Linked DNA regions of Muntiacus reevesi: region 2 is linked to region 1. The links are chromatin contacts, called in public Hi-C maps. All regions are on one chromosome and are shown on one strand. The core of a region is the stretch at or near the end of the contact, and the rest is flanking DNA. Distances in the headings are between cores, read along the strand shown. Region 1 holds the start of YTHDC1 (YTH N6-methyladenosine RNA binding protein C1). Region 2 holds the start of UBA6 (ubiquitin like modifier activating enzyme 6).

What was found. A called contact is a pair of places that touch in the nucleus more often than the background predicts.
Region 2: a contact with region 1 is called in a Hi-C map of muscle, with 7 times the contacts expected there. The contact joins the promoter of UBA6 here to the promoter of YTHDC1 in region 1. A contact is called at or near these places in 2 of 3 Hi-C or Micro-C datasets (blood and muscle).

The regions. Positions count from the first base shown.
Region 1 is chr22:31,316,830-31,320,400 of mMunRee1.1, forward strand. It overlaps YTHDC1 (YTH N6-methyladenosine RNA binding protein C1), which reads right to left and starts at 1,824. Exons shown (of 17, transcript XM_065914739.1): 1 at 1,511-1,824. The coding sequence starts at 1,538.
Region 2 is chr22:31,944,179-31,947,399 of mMunRee1.1, forward strand. It overlaps UBA6 (ubiquitin like modifier activating enzyme 6), which reads left to right and starts at 1,435. Exons shown (of 33, transcript XM_065914662.1): 1 at 1,435-1,549. The coding sequence starts at 1,479.

The sequences.
Region 1 (3,571 bases), core at 574-3,073:
CCACACAGCTCATAGATTACACTCTTGAAACAATCGTTGACTGAGTTAATTCTTACTGATTAAAATCATCTATTTACTACTACTATACTTCTAATTAAAAGCAGTTTGTTTTATTCACTAACATCATGCAATCTTATGATCACATTCCTTCTGGATTTCTCAAGAGGAGGAGAGAGGATTTTCAGGGCTCAATTAAGGAAGGAAAATTAAACAACTAAAACCTAATCAATCCCATGATTGAATTCCTTCTGGATTTCTCAAAAGGAGGGGAGAGGATTTTAAGGACTCATTTAAGGAAGGAAAATTCAACTACTAAACCCAGTCACCATCTCCCGCTTTAAGCAGGAGCAGTTAGTTATCTTAAACATATTCCCACCCAGTCCAATTCCCAAGGTCGCCCCTATTCTTAGAACAGTTCACTGATTTTTCCAGTTCACTAACTCTTCCTTCTTCTAAGGAGCAAAATTAGAGATCACAAATCTAATGGAACTTGACTCTACAGTCCATTTAACAAAATGCTCCCCTCGCCAAGTTAATTAGCCACACAAAAGGGTAGATCCGAGAAATACAGGGCAGCAGCTGGCTATATATGTGTGTGTATATATATATATTTTAATAATCAGCTATATCCTTCCCAAAACTATTATAGTAATCTTAGGGTTGTAAAAAACCTTAACGCACCACCCAATCTAGACCACTCTTCAGACTTGTATTGATTCTGGATCTACATTAACATTTCTAGGCCCCGGAAGGCCAGTATTTCAAAAGACCTGACATTTCATTCTGGCAACATCAGTTCCTCCCAAATTTCAAAGCAACTGTATCCCTCCGACTCTCTACAAATTAATTTATTTGTTCCTAGTTACCCTCCAGGAACTACGCAAAACGTGTTTCTTTCAGAATAGCGGCCAAGAATTTTTCTGCCTGGCCTGAACCACATAATCATCTTTTCAAACATTACCTTTCCCAAAGTAAGTAAATATGTAACCAAACAGGCCATTCCTGCCACTGCCTATTTAACAGGAACAGCCAGAAATTACTTGTCGACATTTCCCCGGACTAATCATCTATCTATACCACGTCTTAAACAGCCTTACTTACTAAACTACCAGCTTTAATCGTGGCATTAAGGGTTTTCGAAAATCTAACAGAAAAGACTGTTCTCAAAATACGCACTACCTCCGCATAATACTACCAGGAAATAAAACCAAGGGCCTGCAACTCAGAAGAGGCCTTTTCTCAGCCGCGCCCAGGACGGATAAACGTTACGTGAAGAAGGAAATTAGGATCAAAGAAAAAATCCAAGACTAGATGAAGTGTTAGGTCATGTGGAGACCGAGGACGAAAGGGCAGGCCTGGTCTTTGCCAGTGAGTCCCGAGTATCTCCATGGGGAGACCAGCTCCGCGCGGAACAAGCTAACCTCCTCAACCCCCAACTCACAACGACGACCACGGTTCGGGCGACCACTCCAGAGCCCAGACTCCGCCCGTCACCTTTCTCCGCACTAACCTTTCTCCTCTCGGCTGTCGGCCGCCATTGCTCCCCTCTTGTTTCCGCTGCTGCTGCTGCTACCGCCGCCGCCGCTTCGAGGCGACTCGCGCGGGCGCCGCAGCCGCGGCAGCAAAACAGGCGCGTCCGTCAGTCCGTCCGCTGGGCTGCGCGCTCCGCACCGTGGCCTCTACACTTACCCTTCCCGATTCACCCTTTCTCCCCGCTTCTTCCCTTTCTCTCTTTTCCCCTTCCCTCCTTTCACTCTAGCCACCCACAGCTTAGGCCCAGCCTTCCCGTTGGGGCTTAGAGACGGGAGGGGGGGAAAGGCGGGGGGCTGGGGGGAGGGAAACAGATGGCGACGGCGGGCGGCGCTAAAATGGAGCCTGCTTCCTGCGTGAAACAATCCAGCTCCCGAAGTGCTCTGCGCTGTTTACGCTACGTTCCTCCCTGGGAACGTCACAGTGCGGAGAGGGGCGAGGAGGCGGGACGGGCGAGGGAACGTGACGTAACGTCCGCACGTCGTGCCGCCTCCCGCAACCCGGAAGTCTCTGGAATGAGTTTCATTTCTAGTGATGAAGTGTTCCAAGTTACCGCTACCCTGCGTACTCCCTGGTCTGTCAATTTTGTCACCTGAAGCGCCTATTAAAGTACCTTCCAGCTTCAAGACAAAGATGCTTCCTGTCTCTCCACGGGACTCCGGATTCAGTTCTGAAAATTGAAGGCTTATTTAGGAAAAATCGGGGCCAGTCCCCTTGCGGCCATCACTTTCTACACTCAGTGCAGGATGTACTTTCTAATTTGGTGCTGGAGGCTTACCGAAAGGCAGCGCAGGATGCGATCAGCTCACTTGTAACAAAAGCCTACTAGTTTTGTTTTTTACGAGGGAAAGGAATTACATTGTATTTTAAAATAGCTTTGTAAGTCACATAAATTTGTAAACATGTATCGAGATCCTAGGGTACACAGTTGAGTTAAACAGACTTGAGAAATTAAAACTACGAGAGTGACCAAAAGTCATTTTACATGATAGAGTAAGATCTTCGAGGACACTTGCTTAAAGTTCATTGTCAGAGGGATGAAAATGTAATTTTGCTCCACTGTTCCATAACTGAGTTTACAAGGGAAAGACATTTGAACGCAAAAAAAAGTAACATTGTTAAGATATAAAATCAAACTAATGACAAATTTAAAGAAAGATCTATGCTGCCTTGTTCTTTGATTGACCTTGATTGGTTTCTCTCTTCAAGGAGTTAGTTTATGTTCTACTGAGGAAGACAAAACATAAGTAAAAAAATTAAAAATCATGATGAAGTCTATGAAAGAAACAAAAAGCTAATATGGCAAGGCAGAGGGGATAGGTGAAGGCTTTCTATATAAAGTCCTGAGGAGATGAAGTTGAGACTGATACGCAGCAAAAGGTGGAGATAAGGGTCATCCAGGCAGAGACCAGCACAATGAAAGGCTCTGATCAGGAAAGAGGCCTTGGTGTGGTCAAGGATCTGCAGAGAACATCACTGAGCTACCACCCAGATAATGAGTGAGAGAACAAGTGGCTGAGATAATGCTTGAGAAACAGGCCACATCTTTAGGAGTAAGGGCCTAATCAGGACCCAACCAAAAACAAAAGCAGCTCAGTATCTACAGAGAGACGTAATTTCAGGGGTGAACCCACTGGAGGGAGAAGATGGAAAACACCTTTGGCTTTCCACAGATCCACACCTATAAAACGTGAAAATAAGCCAACACAAGTTCAAGATGAGCAGCACACCTAAGAGGAAGACAGCAAAATCTTAAACATCTCTGAAACATTTTCCACAATGTTTACTATTAAATCAGACCAGGGCCAGGTCCTATAGAACAGGTTGCAGACTGGTGCCTGCTAACCTAAGACATCTTGCACCATCAGTGTTTGTGTGCTTTTATTAAAGCTTAATTCCTTTAATTGGGGCATACACTTTCCAGTAAGACTCTTCCTCCACCATCCCTCTCAACTGCCTTACCTTTGACTAGTGTTACTGACTGAAGTATATATCTATGAAGTGTGTGGATTTAGGGGAAAAAAATGGTAGTTGGATTCTG
Region 2 (3,221 bases), core at 185-2,684, 630 kb after region 1:
TGACAAATGGACCACAGTTATGTAAGATGTTATCATTAGAAGAAACTGAGTGAAGCATATTCAGAAATTGTTTTACCTTTGCAAATTTTCTGTAAATCTAAAAATATCCCAAATAAAGATTTTAAAACAAAATTATTGTTCTATGCCTTGAGGATGCAACTATTCAAACATACACACATACATAATACATATAAACACATGTGCAACACAGACACAACAGAAATGAAGGAAACTATAAAAATCAAGCCACCATACTTTTCAGCACTAAAGCAAGAAAGGAGGAGCGTTCTAGTGTTAGAAAAGTTTTCCTGAAACTTGAGAAGAAAGAAACATGAGACTGAACTAAGAAAAGTAAACATCTGCTTTGCCATTCATCAGGCATAAAGACAGATAAAGCCAGTTGTAAGGTTAACAGAAAATACTATTTCTCCCAAGAACATGCTGTATAGCATCACCAAAAGAATCCACTTCCAGTAACTGCTACTTTTTTTACACACAAAGAACTCTTTTCTCTAAAATCATAGATTGTAAAAAAAAAAAAATTGCTCTTTGAAATTTTTCATTAAAATGGAAACATCCCATTGTTGGCTAGATGACCTAAGTTATGTGAAACAGCCTCTACTTCCAGAACTTCAGAAAAGGAGTTTGTGGACATATTCCCCGTCTACTTTTACTCTGTAGCTTCCAAAAAAAATATTAGTTGAGAAGTTCTTAGACGTATATTTTGGTACTTAATCTGGCAAGTCACTTACATCGATTGTAAATTTGTCCCTCTCTCACAAACTATAGGCAACCTGGATGATATATGTCATTCATCGTTCAAGAAAATCACATGATTCTACCAAATTTGTGATAGTGCTTGACATGTAATAGACGTCCAAAATTAGAAGTTACACGTATAACGTCTTAAAATGGAATTCCTGACTGGAAGTCCGGACCTACTTATTACTAGCCTTTCGGATTTTTCTATTTTTAATAAAATGAAGCGTTTCTTCTTGCCATAAAACTCTTAAGGATTTTGCTATGCAATCCCATTACTTCGCTGGCCACTGGAATCCTGTGTTTGCCTTGCGAAGAGTTTTGGTTCAGCTTAAGTCCGCCGGAACCAAGTCGCTACAGTGCCACTTCAGGCTTCCCTGATGGGTCAGACGGTGAAGACTCTGACAGACACAGACACACACACACACACTCCCCGTTTCCCACCCCCCCAACACACACACATACATGCACACACACGCACGCACACACACCCGCCGCCCCCAAACCGGCGCGCTTCAACTACCTGCTGCAAAGCCCTCCCCCGGACCACACCCAAACCGGAAGCCAGGACGCCCCTGGGGTTGACGGGAAGGAGCCGCCTGGCTGCTCGCTTCTAAGGCCTGCCCCCTCGTGTGACGTCATTGCCCGCCCCTTGACCTCGCGGTCCCGCCCTCTTCCCTGCTTCCCAGTAGCCAGCTGCGGCTGCGTCTCTGGAGGCGATGGAGGGATCGCAGCCGGTGGCTGCGCGTCCGGGGGAAGAGGCATCTTGCTCCTCCTGGAGGACCAGCGGGTGAGAGAACAAGTGTGGGCGCGAAGTGGGGCGTGGCGGGCAGGACCAGGGGTCCGACTTTCTGGGTCTCCCACTCGGGCGGGCAGGGAGCGCGCGAGAGGCCGCGGGGCAGGGCAGAGCCGGCCTTGGGCGGCGAGGGGAGCGCGCGGGGTAGGTGTGGCGGCGTGGGCTTCGGCCTCAGCGACTCCGGGCTTTGTTGAGGCGGAAATCCTCCACTTGTCGCCCGTTTCATCGCTTTCTCAGTTCTGGTTGGGGTCTGCCATCCTTCTTCCTTCCAGTCACCGGACGTAGGAGGGAAGGAGGGGCTCTGGGTGCGAGCTTCCCTGCCCCGGTGCCGGACACCTTCCCTCCTTTCGATAAAGTGAAAGCTGAGCTCCATGGTGCACGATCCTCCACTGAGATTCTCCTTTGAAAACTGTTACCAGAGGGAACTCGGTTATAATGAATCATTGGTAGTCAGAACACCCTGAGGCCTGTTGATTGCCCTTTAAAACAAGAGAGAGAAAAAAGAAAGAAAGAAAAAGAAACGCAGGGGAAAAAACCACGAGTTACCCATTCTTATTTCGCAGTTGGTGTTGAGGCTCACGTCTTTTCCATTCCTGCAGAAATAGAGGGGAAACGTTCGTGTAGTTCCTGTTTGTCATTTCATAATTAATAAAGCGGATAGTTAAATTCTGCCCACCACCAGAATACAATGTGCCGAAGATAGAAGTGGTGGATATTTGATTTTGAGCTAATATGAATGTTCACAAGTCTATAGCTTTTTCACCAGCCTTAGACTGAAAGGATGCGTTGATACCATGGTATTGCCTGCCATTGCCACCACTGCCAGACTTAGGTGGGAGATATTATGTAATACAAATAAAACCTCCTCTTATTTAAAGCATTTTCGTTTGCCATTTAAGACCTTATAAGAAGAATGATATTTGAAAGATTCCAGTAAGGCAGAACTTCTGAAAAGTGGATTTCAGTCATAATCATTACATGACAGTACTAGTTAGAATGTAGCTCTTCTCATTTTTACTTAAGAGCTTTACCATCTTAGACTGTTGCTCTCCATGCAAGGAAGATAGCTATAGAAAGTGTATAGAAAGTAGGAAAGTTGTAACAAGACTTTTTCTTGAGTTTTGTGTTTTGTTAGAGTGCCAGGGTATATTGTGTATGTGCTTTTATTAGTTAGCTGGAAGGTGATATCACTTGATTATCTACTCAATGATAAAAGAAATAATAATATTTTTGATCATATGTTTTCAAATTCTTTGCCTATATATCAATATACCAGGCCTAGAAAATTGGATTCTAAAACTGAATTTTTTGTTATCACGTTGTTTTTAGAATCCTGTAACTGATACATAGAGCTTCCCAAAACCTAGAATGAATACACTTTTGCCAAAGATGGTATTGATTTTAGCTCAGGCTCAAATTGTCCTGGCGGTTCCCTCTGCCCATGAACCATCTATGTTTCCCAATTATCATTTTTCTTTCTATGCCACACTGTGAAAAAATTGAAATGAGCTGCAGTAATTGATATATCACTCTATCTTGTCACACCAGTATGTTTCAGTTCAGGTCAGTTGCTCAGTCGTGTCTGACTCTTTGCGACAGTATGGACTGCAGCATGCCAGGCTTTCCTGTCCATCACCAACTCCTGGAGCTTGCTCAAACTCATGTC